3 separate regions of the Mus musculus genome follow, and regions 2 and 3 are each linked to region 1. A link is a contact called in public Hi-C and HiChIP or PLAC-seq data. All regions are on one chromosome and are shown on one strand. Each heading gives the region's core, a stretch centred on a gene start, on an enhancer-like site or on the middle of the called end of the contact. The rest is flanking DNA. Distances are from core to core; before and after follow the strand shown. Region 1 has its middle 22 kb from the start of Prickle2. Region 2 holds the start of Trh (thyrotropin releasing hormone). Region 3 overlaps Prickle2 (prickle planar cell polarity protein 2).

Region 1 (3,845 bases), core at 388-2,887:
CCACTCATAACCACAAGTGTACATCCAGAAGTAGTGGTGCTCTGGATACCTGGAGACATGTGAATGTGATAACAAATACTGTCCTATGACACTGAATTATGAGAAGATATGTTAAGTGTCATTATTAGATCACAGTTGATAAACACACATTCCATCTGCTAACAACTATGGTCAAAAGAGACTTTCCTGTGGATAGTTCAGTTTCAGTTGGGCAGATATGAACCAGATGCTAGTACCCGGATAGTAAATAAAGGAAAGGAGCCTGTAGAAAACCATAGGGCTGAATGTGAAGAAGAAATCATGGTGTTGGCAGTGAAAGAAATATAAAGGATGCTGAGCAGACAAAATGACTTATTCTCCTTCACCATCCCCAGAATGGATTGTAGAATATTAAATCCATAGTAAGCCTATACTAAGCCAGGACTCAGATGTTTCTCATCTCCATGTAGCTAGAGAGGGTATAAATAAGAGCTAGGAGCTAATCACCACAAGACCATGTATTGACTCCAGTAATCAAAATCAGGAAGTCTGTGCCTTGACTGCTCTCCCTTGCAAGGTAGATTTGGCTCGCTAATGGCCTCCACTTGGCAATGCAACATCTTTCCTCGAAGTACAGCTCAACCCAGAGGAGAAAAGTATCGGCTAGCTGCTGAGTCCATGGTTGGCTCTCAATTAGCCCAATTCTTTCTTTGCCAGCCCCAAGATTTGCATGGACACAGGACTCTCTAGTCTCCAGTACACTGATATCCCTCCATGATTGTCCTTTAAGGAGAACAGACCTGAATTGGGGGCATGACAGGTGATAAACATGTCTCTGTGCCCGTGCTTCATGTGGTCATTAAGCCCCTTCTGAATATAGTGCTGAACTAAGTGATCCAAAGCTGCAGGTGCTGTGCTTGCTTTCTTCCTCCAAATCCCACTTTCCTATCCCCGTTCTCTGTCCTTGCTTGATTTAGTAGTTGGTGTCTTTACTCAGTTCTAAGATAACGGTGGGCATTATTATTATTTTATTTGTGAGTGGGGTGGGGTGGGTGGGGTGCACTTCTGGAGACTGGGGGTTGACTTCTGGTATCCTCCTCCATCATTATCTTAGTTTTTGAGGCAGGGTCTCTCACTGAAGCTGGAGCTCATCAATCCAGTTAGCCTGGCGGGCCAGCAAGCCCCGGGACCCTCTTATCTCAGTCTCCCTGGTGCTGGGATTATAAGCATGCGCTGTCACATCTGGCTTTCTACATGGGTGTTGGGGATCTCAACTCAAGTCCTCACGCTTGTGCCGGAAGCGGTTTACCCACTGAGACATCTCAGCCTCATTATGGGGCATTTTTGGTGGATGCTGTGTTGCAAGAAGGTTACTTGATGCCTCATGGGACAGTATCATGTCAATGCTTCAGTGCATGTTGTATTTCCTCTAGGGCATTCGCCACATAGAAACATCTCCAGTTATAAAGAGCCTTTGCTTTCTTTATTCTCTGGAAGAACCCAACCTTTCTGCCACACTCTCCCCTCCCCCACGCTCTCTTTAAATGCCAAATCTCCCTGTGGAGATGGGAGAAAATGTTGGGAGAAAGCCCGGTGGGGAAAATAAACAGTGGTCAGTGTGTTCACTCTGATTACAGCCTTAAGTGCCAGACAATAGCTGCAGTGAGCCCAAGCAAGCAGAGTTCAATACAGCTTTCTTCCCTCCTCAATGCAACTCTGATTCAGCCATGGCTACGCAGGAGAAATGGCGATCTAACTGGGGCAGCACAACCTGGGAATCGTGTGCTGTTCTCTAGGGCCGGCTCCTCAACGGTCTGGAAAGCAACTGAGACCAAGCTTGAAGTGTTTCATGGACATGAACCACTTCCACAGCAGCAGAGCCCCCTTACAAGCGTCTACCTTTTGTTAGCAATCGTACGAGTATGATTTCTAAAGCTAACCATCCAGCTGCTGTCTCTCAGGCCCAAATCTACCCGTGTTTTGGGAGGTGGTGCTTGAATAATCATCTCTTCTCTCGGGCTGGTGCCATATTAGATTTCACCACTAGGCGGCATCAGAGGGCGAGTGCAAAGCTCTGAGCTGGGGGAGGGGAGGGAGGCCTTCGCCTTCTAAATCTTACCAACTTCATCTTGCTGGGGAGCATTTGTTTTGTATCTAACGTTCTCAACACTACTTGCACTAGCCTCTTCCTCGTTGTTTTTTTTTTTTTTTTCCCCCTGCCCCACAATTTACAAGATTTCTCTTACTTTTAAAAGATGCTCTTCTGTTTTTTTTTTTTTTTTTTTTTTTTTTTTTTTTTTTTTGGGTTTGGTTTGGTTTGGTTTAAACACACACACACACACAATTCCAGTTCTCTGTATCCGTTTTTCACTCAAAACATAGAAGAGAAGCTCGAACAGCTGCTTCGTGGGGAGAAAGGTCCCTCATGCTTAAAGATCCAATTTCCTCCTGGGTGGTGGATAAAGCTAAGGAGATAAAAAATGACCTTTCACCTCCAGGAAACAGAAATGTAAGATTAATCTGCAGCTTTGAAACTAATGAGTTGGCTCATCGCAGCAGAGCAGCCCGTGAATAACATACCATGTGTGGAGCCAGCAACCTGGCAACTTTTGTTCATCATATGGGGCTTGGGAGGGAGGAGAGCTGAGAAAGGAATTCATTTTTAAAAATAATCCTCAGAGGATGCTATCTGCTAGGTCTCCACGAAGCTGGTATTACAGGAGGAAGAGATTGGGGGTGGGGTGGGGGTGGGGGAGATCATGAGCCTCTAATGAGCTTGGCTTTTCCCTGCAGAATAACAGAAGGATTCAGACAGGCAGGGAGACTGTGAGGTGGTTAAGGCCATGATCTTGGAGTTGGACTCCTTGGTATCTAAGGCTGATCTGTGGATTCCTCCATGTGTAATCGTGGGTGTGTTTCTTAACTTGTGCCTTGGGAGGTTTGGATTAGATAGTGCACGGAAAATACTATATTCTAGCCAAGAATCTGGTTAGTTTTGCATTTTTACTAGTGATTGAAGGAGGCAGGGGCAATTTGAGGGTGATTTATCCAGGGAGTAGGAAGTCTAAGGTTTCTTCTCTGACAAGAGGAAATGCCTAACAACAGAAGACAAAAGTAAATCACAGAAAACTGGTTTCAGAATCACCCAAGAAGGAATGAACAGTCTCTCAGGACACCAGGAGGGCTGAGCAACCACAGGGGGGGCTGTCTAAACAGACACCCTGAATACCTTCTCAGCAGGTGTGCAAGCAAGCGGAGACTCTCCACTCCAGGAAAGGATAAGTGCAGCTCCCTTACCCTGCTAAAGTTCTGTCTCTCCTTCTGGCAAACAGGGTTTCTAGGACTATTGCCTCTCTTGGGGTCTGGGCTGCTTCATTTGTGAATTAAGCTGATGGAGCTATTGATCCCCCTCTTACGATCATGTTTCCTTTGTCTATTACTTCCTCCAGCAAATGAGTGCCCATGAGGTGGTAAGCAGCATGCTAGGGACTGGGACACTAATGGGAATGGAAAGATATATAGACATTGATCTGGCAAAAATGCAAGCATTTAGTGAAGGAGACAGAAAAATAAACAGATAATTACAACGCAAATTTGCAGGCATGCCGACAGACAGCCATTGGTTGTTCTGGGGGCACAGAGAAGGGGCACCTAACGAGATAGAGGTAACATTGGAAAGGAGTCAAAGACCGTTGCTGAACTCACTGCACAGTAGAAGCATCTGCAGCAGAAGAGGCTGTGAACAAAGACTCAAATATAAGACAAAACAGAGAACACAGGACATTATAGGAAAGATAGCTCCACAGGGTCACAAAGTGGGAGTCAAGAGTGACCTGGGATGGACCTGGAGAGGCAGAAGAGGCCTC
Region 2 (3,845 bases), core at 346-2,845, 480 kb after region 1:
CTCTTTTCTTTAAGATTTATTTATTTTATGTATGTGAGTACACTGTAGCTGTCTTCAAACACACCAGAAGAGGGCATCGGATCCCATAACAGATGGTTGTGAGCCACCATGTGGTTACTCCGGAAGAGCAGTCAGTGCTCTTAACTGCTGAGCCATCTCTCCAGACCTGCCTCCATCTCTTAGACACCATATTAGACCCCAGAGTCATCTTGGATAGACCCCACTTGATTTAAGCAGCCCCTTCCTGATAGACAGGTACCTAACCACTTGCAATCGTGGCTTCTAGAAGCCGTACTGCCTGGCATATCCTTGAGTGGCTTTCTTGGCACAGGCTTGAGAATCTGTACAAGGGAATTGTTTTTGTGGGGAGAAACACCCTGGTAACCTCTCCTGTCTGTGGCTAAGGGTCCACTGTGACTTGCATGAGGGAACAGGTCGCAAGTGTCACATGAGCTTTTCTGGGGTGAGAGAAACATTCTTTCACCCCAGATATAGAGGGTACCAATGGGGGTAGGGGTGGGGGAAGTCTAGCTAGGTGAACCAAGGAGTTTGTTGGCGTTACATGGGTGACTTGTCGTTACATGGGTAACTCAAAGGCAGCTACGTCACTAGGAAGTACCCTGGGGCAACTTACAGCTGCAGTCTCCTGCCCCTAGTCAGGACATGTTAACAGGCCTTAGCTGGCAAGGGTCTTCTGAGGGTGGTCACAACTGCTCAGAATCAGAATAGCCGTGGTCATATCCAACCAGGAGGCAACAGGCTGGGTGGCAAATTCTTCAAACCCTGGAGTCTGGCTGGGAAGCAGGGGTCAAACTGGGGTCTTAGATTTCCCATCTGTCTGATGATACTCTTATGACCCAGAAACACAGAGGTGCCTGGGGGGCGGTCAGGAAGCTGAGTTAGACGTGTCCCCAGACCCTTAGCATCTTCATCTAAGGCAAGGACTCTAGCTGAAATCTATTTGCCTTTGCCTTTCAGCTTTCCCTCTACTGAGCTCTCCTATATGTAAAGTGGGACTGACTATCACCCCTTGGACCATGATTCTCCTGCAGGTGACAGGAAAATGTAAAGAAATGTACTTTCAGGACCTTGTGGGAGTTGAGCCAAACAGCCCTATCATTCATTGTAGCCTTAGAGCCATCATCGAGGAACTGGTTTCTCTCCCATTGCACAGATGGGGAAACTAGAAGAGGGGAATTCGGCCAGTGACACAGTCAATCAAGCACAGGTGCCACTAGATGCTCTTTCTTTTGCTGCCCACACTCTGCATCTGTCTTGTCTCTGGATGTCTGCGAGCATTTGTCTCTTGGTCCCCACTCTTGTCTCCTTTCCATCGCGAACTATTCCCGGGACGTCTCTCCCTCCCTTTGTTCCCTAGTCAGATGTTCTCTTAGTCAATAGACCTCCGGAGCAGGGCGCCAACCTGCGCCAGCCGCGCCTCCTCGCTCGCTCGGCCCCCACCAGGTTTCCGGAAAGCGGGCGGGTCCCCCGGCTCTGCCGTCAGCGCCCCTGCATTCGGCCTGCGCCCCCTCCCCGCTGACCTCACAGGCGCCGCTGTCTCGAGCGCATATAAGCCTCGGCCCCTCCGAGGAGCGCGCAGTCGACTCTGGATTCTGGAGCCTTGCAGACTCTACCCAGCCAGTTTGCACTCTTCGGCTCAGCATCTTGGAAAGCTCTGCAGAGTCTCCACCTTGCAGGTAATGCCTCTGACCTGGGATCCCAAACAGGTGTCCCCTCCACCTGCCTCGCCACCTTCCTGTAGCACACTGGCCAGGGCACTGGGAGTTCTGGGTGGAAGAGGTCGGTCAGCAGGTCCACACCAGGACGGTCGGACCCACCCTAGAGTTCGAATTTGTACACTAACGTTAGAAATAGAACCTTCACTTTGGAATTAGGATGTGGGCGTCCAGTGAGAGTCTTCTTCTAGCCTAGACAAGGGAGCAAAGGGTTACATGGGGAGTTCGTGTATGTGAGCAAGAATTTCAGCTCTGGAGTAAGGAGATTGCGGTGAAGGGCTGGGGTTAGAATGTAGATGGAGCCTTGGAGACAGTTTTGGCCGCTATGACTTTAGCTTCTCCTGTCAGCACTGCAACCTTAATGGGTACACCGGGGTAGGGGTGTCAGATGCAGCGCTGACTCCCCCAACTTTGGGAGACAGTTAGGGATGGCGGAGACAGTGGGGTTTCCATCGCCTCCTAGTTTGGATAGGCACCTTGGCACCCTGATACCAGGAAAGCTACCAGAGGCTCAGCTGCACCTGGCACAAGGTGGCAGATGACCTTGTTCTGGGGAAGGGAAGGGGACAACCTCAGAGCAGGCGGTGCATTTACCCTTACACCCACTGCCTTTGACCCTAGACTCCAAGATGCAGGGACCTTGGCTGATGATGGCTCTGGCTTTGATCTTCGTGCTAACTGGTATCCCCAAATCCTGCGCCTTGCTGGAAGCAGCCCAGGAGGAAGGTGCTGTGACTCCTGACCTTCCAGGCCTGGAGAAAGTCCAGGTCCGGCCAGAACGTCGATTCTTGAGGAAAGACCTCCAGCGTGTGCGAGGGGACCTTGGTGCTGCCTTAGGTGAGTATAGGGGGAAGGGAGCCATGTGGAGAGGGTTGGGGGAGCACCAGTCAGTGCCCCTGTTCCAGATTTAAGAAGCGTATAACCTTCTAGACAGTTTCTCCATAGGGTGGGGAGGTTACCAGCCCTTGGGACCACAGTGTTAGAAATAATCAGAAGGTAGATTTTCAGTAGTCACAATTTCACAATGGTCCCTATCCCTAACAGCTTTAATTATTGTTTACCAAGCACTTGTGTCTAAGGCCCTGTCTATAAGGACATGTTGCCATTTTGTCCTGGAAACTGAGATTCAGAGAATACAAGTAAGAAGTGGTTTATTGTCACCCAGCAAGAAAGAAGAGAGCTGGGGGCTGGAAGCCAGCAGCAGTGCCCTTCACCATTGGTGTGAGGGGTGTCTGTAAGAGCTGGGAAGCAGAACAGACAATGGGAGGGAGGAGCTGCTCTAAGAGCTATGACAAAGTAGAAGTCTGAAGTGGTCCATGGCCTGCAAGCAAGGGTTCCTGATGACGGGACCAGGCTCTCCCACACTGCCTTTTACTTCTCCAGATTCCTGGATCACAAAACGCCAGCATCCGGGCAAAAGGGAGGAGAAGGAGGAAGACGTTGAAGCCGAAGAGAGGGGAGATTTGGGAGAAGTGGGAGCCTGGAGACCCCACAAACGACAGCACCCTGGCCGACGTGCCAACCAAGACAAGGATTCATGGTCAGATGAGGGGGACAGTGACTGGCTGCCCCCGTCCTGGCTACCAGATTTCTTTCTGGATTCCTGGTTCTCAGATGCCCCCCAAGTCAAGCGGCAGCACCCTGGCAGGCGATCCTTCCCCTGGATGGAGTCTGATGTCACCAAGAGGCAGCATCCAGGCCGGAGGTTCATAGATCCTGAGCTCCAAAGAAGCTGGGAAGAAACAGAGGGAGAGGAGGGTGGCTTAATGCCTGAGAAACGTCAGCATCCTGGCAAAAGGGCAGTGGGTCACCCTTGTGGGCCCCAGGGGATTTGTGGCCAAACAGGCCTGCTCCAGCTTCTAGGTGACCTGAGTAGGGGCCAGGAGACCCTGGCAAAGCAAACCCCACAACTGGAAGCCTGGGTCAGGGAACCTCTGGAGGAGTAAGGTTAGAGTCAGGCTTTAGGTCTAGGCTGATGTAAGCCCTGTGTATCCTATCCCAGTCCCTTCACTGGTTTTCTTCTTAGATGCTAACCCTGGGCCCTCTGTACATAGCATCCACCCAAACCCCTCCCTTACCCACTTCAGGAACTTCAAAGAGCCAATCAGG
Region 3 (3,845 bases), core at 937-3,436, 330 kb after region 1:
TGGCCAAATGTAAATTCTGCCACACACGGCCACTGGGACACATGAGGTGATACATCTGAAGCCTTTGCTTGCTCATGTGGCACCTGGCGATGTCAATATTGAAGAGCTGTTATGGCTTTTATTGTTAGGCACCCTGTATGCCCACCTCCTGCCACCTTGCTTTGTATGTTTAACAAGAGAATGGAAGTTGAATGCCACTTAAGAACCACTCTAACAGGAAAGGCTAGAAGGCAAGTGCCAGAGTCAGTGAGTACATGTGAGGTTTGCCCATCTGGAGATGTCAGTGGCCCAGACCTGTGTGAACTCTCACACCAGGCAGCCCTACTGTTTGGAGGTTTTAGGAGTCTCTTTAGCTCAAGAGGTGAGCCCTTTTCACTGGACCTGCTTTCCTATCTTTCCTGAGCTAGAAGAGGCTACCAGAACCCAGGCCTAATCTTGACCCCGCCAGCGTCCCCGTGAGAATGGCTATAGCCTCAGAGCTCTGGTTTCCTTACCACTGCCACCATTGCCACCACCAGTATTAATTAACTTTGCAGAAAATTCTCATTTGATACAGCTTAGAGAACTTAATTTGTTCTTTAAATCCATGAATAATAAACTGACCTGGCTTAAGGGTAGGAAACCAGGAAGACAATAGAGACAACACAGCAATAGACATTTCCCTTGGAGATCATTTTCAGCTATAGAAGTGAACCTATCGTGTCCCTAGGCATTGGGTCTGTTTCAATAGCTGCACCATCTGTAAGGAGACAAGGGCACCATGTCCTGCTGCTGCTACCCTCCAGCTCCCTGTAACACAACGCCCGTTATCCCTGAGCCACTCAGCTCCTGAGAAAAACAGGACTTCACTGGGTCTGATGTTCTTTCTCTTCACGGAAGTTAGGACTTCCCAAGAAGCAGGCAGCTTCCACCATCTTTTCTGTCCTCTGAACCTGATTGTTGTAGGGATCATTTGGTAGCTAGACATCTGAGTGACACACTTCCATCTGGCTATATCCGATAGAGCACGTGAAGGAAGAGGGCATATTTTATCCCAGCTGTCTTCTGAACCCTAGAATTTCTGGGAAAGAATTTTTAACCCCTTTTGTGGTCTCAAAGAATCTCAGCTCCCCCCACCCCCATTGTCGTCCACCGCTAAGCTCAGGGGCCATTCAGAAACATTCATTTGTAGACAGTCTTTGCTCTCAATCCAGTCCCTAATATTGTGTATCTCATTTGCAGGAATGGCCTAAGATGCCACATTCTCTAACACAGCATCTTCCCTCCCTCCTCAAATCTATTCTAAGGCACCAGCTTTCTGGTGTGCCTTGCTGGCAGGTCTGCTCACTAACCTAGCCTTATCAACTCTGCTTTATCAGTTTTTCAAACCAAAATCTGGTCCAAGATGTGTTTGGAAGGAGAAAAATTAGAGAGAATGAAAATGTATCTTATGGAATCGTGGTGTTGAATTGTTATATTTTCATTTATTCAACAAATATTTATTGAGTGCCTACCATGTGTCAGGCACCCTGCTAGTTGCCAACTACACACTGATGAATAAGTCTGATATACTCCGTGTTCGGGTCAGGGCCCCAGCAGGAAACAGCTGCTGCACTCAGGAGGTAATTAAGGAAAGCTAGATGCAGCCTCTGGACTGCAAATCTAGTCTCAAGAAGAAAAGTACCTGTAGCCTAGTAGGAAGGAGCCAGACCAGTAAAACCTTGGCCTCTGGTCTTCTGTCTCTCATCCTCTCCCATTGATCAAACTTACCTGGGAGTCAGAGAGAAAGGGAACCACCAGAGTGGCTCTCAGGCAGAGTGCAGCAGAGAATTGGTTTGGTAGCTAAGAGGGATGTGCAAACAGAGAGAGAAACAGATTATGGTAAGTGCAAAGAAAGAAATGAGCCAGATTAGAGAAGAAAATGTTTATGTTCAGCTACATAGAGAATGGTCAGGCAAGCACTCTGAAATGCAAGGGAAGAGGAGAGGAGAACATGGTCACAGATAACATGTGCAAAGAGAGCACTTGCCTAGTCCCGGGAGCTCAGCGGAGCCCAGGGCTGAGGGAACCTTGGAGGAGATAGCTTCCTTTGGAACTGTGAACCTCAGCTCTGGTTCAAACCTAGCCTCCTGCTGCTCCTCTGGCAGCACCACCCTGCTCCTGTTTTCTCTAGTCAGGTGCAGGACCGTGGAAAGTCAGAGGACTTGCAGGGAAGGCTGAGAAAGCATATTTAAGACCATACGGAAGCAGTGATCAAAAATAGCACTTATGCTGGGTGAGGGAGAAGTTGCTATTTAAAGTGGAAACAAGAATTTAAAAAAAAAAAAAACTATCTATGAACTCCTTCTGTGGGTATTTGTATTGATGGAGTTTACCTTTTTTTAGGACTGCCTTCTGCCCTGGTTAGATCTGGATTTCATACACAGTTTATTCTCATTTTATCCCAGGTACCACCTTAGTCAAACAACTGATTTATAAATCTAACTAGAGCAAAAGCTTCCCTTTAGATGAACAGTAAGCTTTAAAAGCAAGCTAAACAGAAGTGTGATTCACCCAGTCCCACTATTTATCTTCTTCTCTTGCACAAACAAGCCAGTATTGGCTATGGACAGCCAGCTCCAAGCACTTTGGACCTATCTATTTGTCTTTAAGAAGAAAGATTAAATAGTTGACATTTTCCCTGTATATGAGGGTTGCCATAGTTACAGGCTTTCATCCATCTCTTAAAGTTCTGCATCCTTCCACTTGTCTTAGTTTCTTCTTTCTATGATTAAAAAAAATAATAACCTTACCAAAGCGACTTAAGGGAGGAAATCTTTATTTGGGCTCAAGGTATAGCCTGTCATAGTGGAATGGACAAACCAGCAAGGGTTTGAGGCACTGATTACATTGTATCCATGATTAGGAAAAGAGCAGTGCATGCGAGCTCTCAGCTTGCTTTCTCCACCTTTACAGTCTCTTTTTTTAACGACTTAGCATAAGATTCTCACATCCCCATCCTGAGTTTCTGAATCTTTCCACTCCCACTCCCTTGTCCACAGTGTCGCCTCTGTACATCCCCAAGGCAACCAAGATCTACTGTCATAAGTGGAGCTAACAGCTGGCAAGCCTTCTAAGTGGGACACCATGTTAACGCCTACTGTATAATTATCCCAGTTAATTTTTGTAGCAATGCCAGGCAGTATATGTACACAGAACAGTCCCACCAGAATTGTCCAGCCCCAAATGTCAATAGAGATGAGGTTCAGAACCCTGCCGCAGGCTGAATGAGGTAGTGCATACCTTTAATCCCAGCATTCAGGGGGCAGAGATAGGTGGATCTCTGTGTGTAATGCCAGCTTGGTTTACATGGCATGCTCCAGGCTAGCAAGGTCTATATAATCTCATAAGACAAAATCCTGCCACAAAATTATCTTTTGTGAGGAGGTTGTATTGTGAAAAATTATATTGTCAATTTTCCTTTAAAAGGTAATATGGCATCATAATACTGAGTAGGCTCTTTAAAGTAGCCCTGGCTACCCCATCTCCCTGCAGTTCTCTTGTTTCACATGGCGAATGATCCATAGTAGACATCCTTTGGGTTCTGAAGATCAAGTTTATTGAGATCAAGTGGGTAGAAAACAGCAAGCAGCAGGAAGATGATAGAGCTTCCAATAAGACACTTATTTTTTCTGTCACAGAACTGAGTGGGGACACCTGGGAGACCAAAAGTACCAGCTGGAGCAGAATGGCTCCTCCTAGGTGATGTGTCTGATGTGCCATCCCCACCACAGGCATTTGTATGCTGTGGGATAAATAGTAGCTGAGTCTTTTGCTTAGGGAAGATGCCTAGGAACGATTTACCTCCCAGCTGCATTCAAGGACAC

What was found. A called contact is a pair of places that touch in the nucleus more often than the background predicts. HiChIP or PLAC-seq counts read pairs in DNA pulled down with a chosen protein or histone mark.
Region 2: an H3K27ac HiChIP or PLAC-seq map of embryonic stem cells shows a contact between it and region 1, with 4 times the contacts expected there. The contact joins the promoter of Trh here to the enhancer-like site in region 1. A contact is called at or near these places in 6 of 39 promoter capture datasets (the 3T3-L1 cell line, cranial neural crest, liver and 2 more), 4 of 115 datasets of contacts at active chromatin or transcription factors (embryonic basal ganglia, embryonic stem cells and stem cell-derived neural progenitor cells) and 1 of 9 other capture datasets (embryonic stem cells).
Region 3: a contact with region 1 is called in a Hi-C map of cortical neurons, with 2.8 times the contacts expected there. The contact joins two enhancer-like sites. A contact is called at or near these places in 1 of 15 datasets of contacts at CTCF or cohesin (the NIH/3T3 cell line), 1 of 484 Hi-C or Micro-C datasets (cortical neurons) and 1 of 115 datasets of contacts at active chromatin or transcription factors (neural progenitor cells).

Annotation. Positions count from the first base shown.
Region 1 is chr6:92,726,498-92,730,342 of GRCm38.p6, reverse strand. No RefSeq gene overlaps it. Among named protein-coding and RNA genes, the nearest start is that of Prickle2, 22 kb to the right of the region's middle. Within about 2 kb of position 1,637, at least 67 of the 459 cell types and tissues checked have an H3K27ac peak or open chromatin away from gene starts, as enhancers often do. A contact at or near this core is called in cortical neurons, embryonic stem cells and stem cell-derived neural progenitor cells, where this site is marked.
Region 2 is chr6:92,242,400-92,246,244 of GRCm38.p6, reverse strand. It overlaps Trh (thyrotropin releasing hormone), which reads left to right and starts at 1,595. Exons shown (of 3, transcript NM_009426.3): 1 at 1,595-1,697; 2 at 2,358-2,573; 3 at 3,120-3,845. The coding sequence starts at 2,366. The coding sequence ends at 3,682.
Region 3 is chr6:92,394,077-92,397,921 of GRCm38.p6, reverse strand. All of the region lies in intron 8 of Prickle2 (prickle planar cell polarity protein 2), which reads left to right. Among named protein-coding and RNA genes, the nearest start is that of Gm38862, 8.5 kb to the left of the region's middle. Within about 2 kb of position 2,186, at least 22 of the 459 cell types and tissues checked have an H3K27ac peak or open chromatin away from gene starts, as enhancers often do. A contact at or near this core is called in cortical neurons, where this site is marked.